Regions from separate parts of the Gasterosteus aculeatus genome. Here region 2 is linked to region 1. The links are chromatin contacts, called in public Hi-C maps. All regions are on one chromosome and are shown on one strand. The core of a region is the stretch at or near the end of the contact, and the rest is flanking DNA. Distances in the headings are between cores, read along the strand shown.

Region 1 (4,110 bases), core at 486-2,985:
CACTCTGAATCTTGGACTTAGATGATGTAAACAGGAAGAGGGAGGATAAAGTTCCCAGGGATGTCCCCATGTTACTCTTTATTTTGTCAGACCTGCGAGGTTGTTGATCCGGCCGCATCCATCAGACTGGTAATGAGTTAAGGACTTATCAAGTCTAACAGTGTTAAAGCACTTGGGAAAAGTCAGAGAAAGGATCTACAATATAATATACTGTATATAATTGGCCAATACAAATGTGTCTTAGTGTACCCATTTGTTCCATCCATTATCTTTAACAGTGCATCATTTCAGGGTCGCTTGGTGCTACAGCTGATCCCATGTCACAGTGTAGTATGTCATAATATGGTATGACTCTAAACGTTATTAACATTATCGATTCGAATCAATCAATCATCCCAACAAAATATCCTACTAAAGAAACGAGTATAATCACACACATAATCACTTTTATTACTCTTTATATTTGTATCAAGTTTGGACAAAGCAGGACAAATACTGTAAGGTAATACAAGTAGTGAATGAACGGGTGTATGAATCAGCACCATGGATCAGCAATCAATAAAGGGACACATGTCATCTGGGCACAGTGTTTTCAGTTATTTCTGTCTATCAAAGCGCAGACAGACTTCCTCTCTACAGATCCTGGTTGTGGCTCAGTGAGGAAGCAGTGAAGGGTTTGGAGGTAGTTGATAAATGTTGCTGACGGAGCTGATGAAGGATAGTGATGAATGTGGACTTCAAACCTGCAGTAAAACCCAAGAAGCTCGTCTGCCAGTTGATGCTTGAGTAGAGTCTGGGCCGATGGTCTTCAATAAGTCTGTTTATATTACTCTCAATAGTGAGAGTAATATACACAGTAGTAGTGTGCCAAAAAACATGTCATAAAAGAGTGAAAATACTGTATTTCAATGTATGCTATAGCATAGTCCCATGTCAATAAAGGATACGAAAAATAGTAGCAGAATACTGTGAAAAATAGTGATAATGAAAAGAAAGTAATAGTAAAGCAGTTGAAAAATGTTCCAGCATAGGGCGTAACAAAAGTCTAAAAACCTAAGTGTGTATTAGGGCAAAGTAATTAATTAAATATCATATTATAGTATGGTGAAAAAAGTTATGGAATAGCAAGTCGAATAAGTCCTAATATGGTATGGTGAAAAAAAGTCATAGCAAAAAAATGATGGCAAATGCCAAAAATGAGTCGTACGGTCGGTTTCTTTCTTTCATTGTTCTTTGTCAGTACACTACTTTTCAAGTGTGGCATTGTGTAGAGGAGTTATTGTTATGGGTTGGTTAGTCAAAACTTTTCTTTTTTTCCTTGGACTTTGTTTTCCTCCACTTAGCATGATGTTGAAAAAAGCCTTAACATATATGTAAAAGAGATTCATTGAATAGCACGTCGTGTTGAAAAATAGTTGTGTTATAGTAAGTTGAAAAAAACTAAAAAATATAGAATAAAGTAACAGTCAAGTATGCTAAAAATTCTAAAAAAAAGTTATTATAAAGTATGTCAGAAAAAGTAACAATATACATTTAAAAGGTATTTAAGTAGTAAAATGTAAGTAAAATAAAACATTATTTAAAAAAATATATATTTTGTTTTATATATATAACCTTTGTATATATATCTATGAAGGACTCGGCAGGTCACGTGAGGCTTTGAAGGACAAGGAACGAGTTCCTGTCATTTTAGGAAGTGCGTCACCGAAGCTCGTTCTCCTTCTTCAGCTCACAGACCTTCAGTGGAGCATCGCTGCCCTCTAGCGTTTGTGGCGTTATCGTCACAACAGTTCTTTATACTGTATTTCTATGTACACTACGGATATTACAACAGTTTTCAGTCCCTGTTTCCTGATTGAGTAAAGCGTGCAGGGTAAACATACTTGTGAACAGCTTTCTTTTTGCTCTTTAGCTATTTGGAGCTGTTTGAGGACACGTCTCGCTGCCTCGCGATCCTCACGCTGACATTTTCCTTCCACGTAGCCGTTGATGTTTGACAAACATCTAACAACCGGCCTGCTCCACGTGGCTATCAGCCCTGCGCCATTTCACCGCGTCCCGTCTCTCACGACGACCCCGTTTATTTGTGTGTGTTTACACAGCGTGAAGCCGCTGCCATTAGCAGACGCGGTGTCATGTGTCTCGGTCTTACTGGAAGTTGCAGCATGAAATGACTCACTCCGCCTACCGATCCTTTCTGTGGAAGTTTCTGTACTTTCTGTTTCAAGGCGGATACTTAAATGCCACTTTTTATTAAAAGTGTTCCCACTATTAATAGTATTATTAATCAGCTATTAAAAAACTAAAGCGCCCGCACACCGCGTTGTGAGGACGCGCGCGCAGTGGGCCAAAGCACCACATATTTGAGAAACTATTCGCTGTTTACGCACGCACGCACACAATCCGCGTTCGGTGTGTTGTTTCCACCGGCAGACGGCGTTTGTGAGTGAGGATCGATCGATCGATTGTCTCGGGTCATGTCGGCACTTGAAGGCAGGAAATGAGGCGCGCGCTCCCTCGCTTCTGGCTCGCGGTGCGCAACAGGGAAGTGGAACTCGTTTGGCGCGGCGCGCACAAGTGGTCGGTGCCAAGCAGCTCGTTGGCCCGGAAGGTGGTTTCTCCTCCGCCAAAGCAATAGTACCGCAGTGACGACGACGGGGCCTTTTTGGGGCCTTTTTTTATTAGGGGAGGGGGGGGGACAGAAGTGCAGTGGAAGGGAGGGATGGAGGCAGGAAATGCTCGCTAGGTGGTTCGGGCTGGCGGAGGACTTGACGCGCACGGGACACCACAGCGGTTTGTTTTTTTCCATGTGTCAAATCTACGTTTAGCTGAGGGTAAGTCGGTGGGGTTTTTGTTGTTGTTGTTTTTTTGTTCCTGTTAAACACTGCGGCCGAGAGATCGACGTGTACTCGACGTGTGTGTCTCTGTCATGTTATGGACTGTTGTGTTATGTGTGTGGGCCTGAAATACAGTCAACGACATATGCAAACCCGCACTAGTGGTTATGTACAGTTAAACTTTCCCTTGCTGACAAGAGGCGTAAATTTCGATCTGTGCCATCTTGCGCATTTATGTAGCAGGAATAGTGAACGTTGATTTAGACTAAAGACCGCTTCAGTGTTCTGTGATCCTCGGGTGGGTTGTTACAAGTGGCTTGAGATGATCAATATAATACTATATACCACAGACCACAGTAGTACAGTAGTACGCGTGTAGTAGTGTAGAGCAAAATGTAATGCAATACAACGAAATACAAAAATAGCAGATATGTAAAGCAACAGGAGTATCAGAGAAGAGGTGGTTACTCGTGATTGCCATCTCTCCGGGTTTATGTTTAAAAGTTGTTTGTGACCCCTGAGGAGTGTTCTGGTGGCCTTGATGTACCAAAATCATCCTGATCCATCGTCAAAATGCGAGGTTTTGTATCGATCAAGGCAGCTACAATCTCTACGAATTTAGGCCCGCCCTCCACGCTCAGTTACAGTTCCTACAAAAATCACCTCGATTCTGTTTAATGTGGCATTCACGTGGCGTCGGAATCTATTGGGTACTAATGGTGTTGGAACTATAAACACGGTGTCACATCACCGTATTTGATCAAACAGAAAGGGGACAAACAGCGTGACGGTAAACAGGGCGGAGTGTTGGAAAAGGTTTAACTTAAAGGATTAATTGTGTTCTTTGTTGCTGTTCGTCTTGGTACGTTTGTCAAATTCAGCATTCAAAATAAAAACCAAGACAATCAGGGTAATGGCGGACTTGTTTGGTAATAAAGAGGTTATAATTAAAGTAACTACGAGGAACATACAGTGTTATGTTTGTTCAAGCAGCTGCTGTGGAATAAAGTGCTTTTGAGCATCAGAGTCGCTTCAGAAACGGATTTATCCTGCAGAAGGGATCTGGGTTTCAGTACCTAGATGCAATTTATATTCCAATTTATGGTCCTGCAGATGTCTTGTCTGCATTGAATATCCACTTCAGGTCCACATTCCAGGCTTTGAAATGCTTCCTCCTACTGTGATTCACTGTTGAAGCTTTTCTACACACTGACAGTTAACTGCTTAGCGTTGTCCTTCAAAGCTGTAGTAAACAATATGTTTTAACAATTCG
Region 2 (4,110 bases), core at 578-3,077, 43 kb before region 1:
GTCTATATTCGTTATATATATATTTATTATCTCTTACAGAAGATGGGGAGTTCAGTGCCGGGCTCATATGAGGGTCATGCTTACATAGGCGTCACTGCTGTTCTCTCAACTGCTGCTTAATAACTTGGTGCTGATTGATACATTAATATTGTATTGAACCGTGCCTTTTCTTTGGCTCAGGGGCGCTCCTTTACTTCGCATCGTGTAAAAGCGGGGAGCTCTTTTGATGCATCATCAAATTGTCTCAGTAAATTTAGTTTTATGTTGTGTCTAATCCCTATTTATTTTCTTTCAGATGGTCGTAAGACACAAACAGGCAGTCCATTTTAAAAGTTGCATTTACTCATTATTTTAAACTAAATCTGAATGAAAAGACAAATAATGTCCCTGTAAACAAATCGTGTATCAAACATGATGTATTCGTTTTGCATTGATGAGAAACTCTCATGCAGCGCTCTCACATGGATTCTACCTCACTTGGGGTTTGAGGGTCTGGAATGAGCAGATACAGTGGATGCAACACATTAGACCATTTCTCTGCAACAATAAACACCTTCTCTGTGAAGGCATAGCAGCTCTTAAAAATGCCACGGGAGACAAAACAATAAGGCTATCACCTATAAACATCAGGGCCGCGTGGGCTGTGCTTTGGCCTGAGATTTCTCCTTCCATTTATTTGGGCTGTTAATGATAGGCTATCAGATTCCTATCTCCCTTTCCGGCTCTCTTTACTCTTCTGCTGCCTGCCGTAGCCTGGAGGACTGTTTTGGCAAGCATCTGTAGGCAGGCTGAATAGGCTCCATTCTTGAAGGCTCTTGTGCTCCAGTGAGCGCACTCGGGGCATGGACGCCCGGCCCTTAAATTGATGGAAAAGGCAGAGCCGTTAGCGGGGGTGGGGAGGAGGGAGAGACGTAAGGAAGCCTGCAAAAACACAGCGGCTTATGTTAGTTGTGAATTCTCTGTACGTGCGTTATTTGCTTCTGTGCACCGCATCCCCACTAAATGTTGTTGTCTCCATTTCCCATTTCCTTTACTGAATCTGCTGTCGTCTCTCTCGGCCATTGCCCTGTAAATGGAAGTTGAAGACAGAGCTGGTGGTCATTTGCCATTTTTTACTAGAACAGTAGGGGTTTTATGTCTCTCTTTCTTGTCACTTAAATACTCAACAAAAATCTTTTGCAACGGTGAGTCAAGCCTTTTTTCGAAGGGGTGTGGTCGATATGCTTGTGGGGCAGCTGAGCAAGAAGAATGCTCGTGGTCTCAAACCTCACACACCAATTGATGCTTGGTACCTTTTTATTGGCTCACGTCATTTCCTCAAGGGTAAAGGAGTTATCCCAGGAGTGGAGAGTCAGAAATAGTTTAGTTTGTCTCATTCATTCCCAGCACTCCGACAGTATGGATAGTTAATCAAAAGTAAAATCCCCAGTAATACAAAATTGAATTTGTTTTTGAAGACGTTTGCACTTCTTTCCCTATTGATTGTTTGCTTGTGAATCTGGGTTGTCTTGCGTCTGCCCTTGTGGTTTGCTGGTTGAGATGTTGGATCAATGTGTTTGTGTCTGTGTAGGGAGGCTCGGGCCTGAGCCGAGCTGTAGAAGGTAATGGGATTGTAAGTGTCTGGCAGATAGGAGGAGTGGTAATGAAATGAGGGCCAGGGCTTACAGAGCGAGAGATTTGAACTTAACAGCCGCCTGCAGCAGACGACTCACACCATCCAGCATCTAGTTTCTTCTCACGTGTGGGATTGTGTGCATGTGATTTCATGTGTTTATGTCCATGCAGAAATAGGGTATGCTTTTGCAGAGTCACTGCTCCGGCTAACATGACCTTTGTGGGGTTGTTGCTTTGCTGCAGTGGTGGATTATAAACCTCAGCATGACAACATAACTGCAGCATGTTAGAGTGGTGGAGGTGTGACCATCTCCAGCAGAATGAAAATGAATAAGTGAGACTCATCTGAGAAGGCAGGCGCACATGGTAATGCTGTCCCTGCAGATGTCAAAACAGTCATTCCATGTCAACGCATGTTTCTGAGCTAAACTGTAAGAAAGGTTATGAATTGTGCTTGTACAGTTTTTACTCGTCTCTTGAAAAAGCCATTTGGGCGGAACTAAACTAAATCCCCCCCAAAAATATTCATATTCCTGCCAAATTCTTTTAAAATGACCCCCTGGCCAGTCTGTGAGTCACCCTCCTTCTGTCCATGCTTGGTAATAATATCAGTGCATGAGCCCTATATGTATCCCATTATGATTTGATTTGGACAACAAAAATGGAAGATTAGACTTAAATCCAAGTAGATTATCCACTCATCTCTAAAGCTCATGCATTGAGGTTTTCCTCATAATTGCCGCTTGCGGTTGAGGGAGCAGGAGTGCCCGGCTTACCCACGATCAGGAGAACAGAACCGATCTGCTTCCTCAATGACATACATGTGTGCTTATTTGAAGTGCGGTTGACTCCGTTCTTTTGCCCTGTGTGCCTTTTCCCCATTGTGTCCTATCTGATTGATGTTGACTGGGGTCACCTAAGCCCATGCAGGAGATCACGGCACAGTGCGCATGCAGCTAAATGTTTACATGCATTCATTTGACTTTACCCAGGGGTCTGCTGGCCCAACGCGGGCTTGTCTTGTGTACGGGCAGGCCGACCATATGTCACGCTTTTTCTTTTCTTTTTTTACAACGGGTTTGAGGTCAGACCCACCAGATTATGGAGGGTAGTTAGGAAGAGAGAATACTCTTTGTGGGCAGGTCCTTCCCTTGTGTTTTGGCTCCAAGCTTTCGGCTGCGACACCAGACGCGGCTCTTAGCACGAGTGGGCAGAGAAACCGTACGACACTAATGTTGCTTCTCCATTGACATGAGCCTGACAGTCTTAACAGGAAAATAGACTGTTTCAGTTATGCACTTATGAGGAGCCAAATGGGACAGTGAAGAAGACGTATGAACAAAAATGGTCCATTAAAGCTTTAAAAAGAAAAGAGCCCCAGGGATGAAGAGTTAGACTTTGTAACAAACGCAATGCTACTGAAATCAGTCACTTACAAAAAAAAAAGTTTAAGTAACGTTAAATTATGTGAAGTAAGTCTTTCTTATGGTCTTTCTGCGGTGCAGCACGGCTGCAGACAATGTTGTAGTTACCGGGTGTTGGAGCAGCACCGACTATTCTAATTCACCAAATTATTTACCAGCCAGCCATTGATCCTACTGGTAAACAGTTATTTCCAATCTGTTAAGATCTCTCTCTCTCTCTCTCTCTCCCCCTCCCCCCCCCGATACTCATGCGTAAGCATTGGAATGCGAGTGTTTTTTTTTTTTTTTTAATGAACGTTAACAGGAGAGTGGGGGTAGGGTTACTGATTGGGGTCTGAGTGTTGGTAGAATGTGGTTATTAGTAAGAGAAGAATAGGACATAGAACAGATAGTGTGGTAGTAAGGTATAGAAATGAAGGATTTTCTGCAATTTCTCTCACCCATTAACCAGACGCAACCATTGTTGTGTTCACTTCCCACTGGCACACTGTTGCTTTGACTGACAGCCCGACAAGCCGCCTCTGTAGGTCTGCCACATGGTGGGCCGCTGAATGGGGAATGCAAAACGTCAGTGCTTTGTAAAAACAGCTTACCTCAACTCTTTATGTTGCAAAAAGCTTTCACCTGCGCTTCACTTAACACTTTAGTAATTGCTTTTTTTTCACAGCACTGAGGCCCAAATATAATGTGAGTGCTGTTTTTAGAACCCTTTCACATGATTACAGAGGCAATGGATTATTTTTTTTATTGATTTCCAAGTTGGTGGATGTCAGATTACATGTTCTGGCGTCAGTGACTTATGTAGCAGCACACTTGAAATTCTTTTTTTTCTGCATACATTCATCTGCTCTGTTTCCAGTCACGACTACAAGTTTGTTCACGCATCCGTCTTAGTAATTGCGGCACCGTTAGCGACGGGAACAGTGGCGTCCAGTCACCATAACTCCTGGGACCACACTGTGAGCTCCTCCCGAGAGGCCGCGGCTTGATACAACCACTGCATGCAGCCCGGCATGGCGGTTGGGTACTCGGAGCAGGAGCCGAGGCGCCGTGGAAGCGACCCTCGCAGGCT

What was found. Hi-C and Micro-C count contacts between places; a contact is called where the count stands out from the background.
Region 2: a Hi-C map of whole body shows a contact between it and region 1, with 6 times the contacts expected there. The contact joins the enhancer-like site here to the promoter of stat6 in region 1. A contact is called at or near these places in 6 of 6 Hi-C or Micro-C datasets (blood and trunk muscle, liver, skeletal muscle and 2 more).

The regions. Positions count from the first base shown.
Region 1 is chr2:11,306,677-11,310,786 of fGasAcu3.hap1.1, reverse strand. stat6 (signal transducer and activator of transcription 6, interleukin-4 induced) reads left to right here and starts at 1,735. Exons shown (of 19, transcript XM_040192913.2): 1 at 1,735-2,834.
Region 2 is chr2:11,350,203-11,354,312 of fGasAcu3.hap1.1, reverse strand. No RefSeq gene overlaps it. Among protein-coding and RNA genes, the nearest start is that of fignl2, 22 kb to the right of the region's middle. Within about 2 kb of position 1,827, at least 2 of the 9 cell types and tissues checked have open chromatin away from gene starts, as enhancers often do. A contact at or near this core is called in liver, where this site is marked.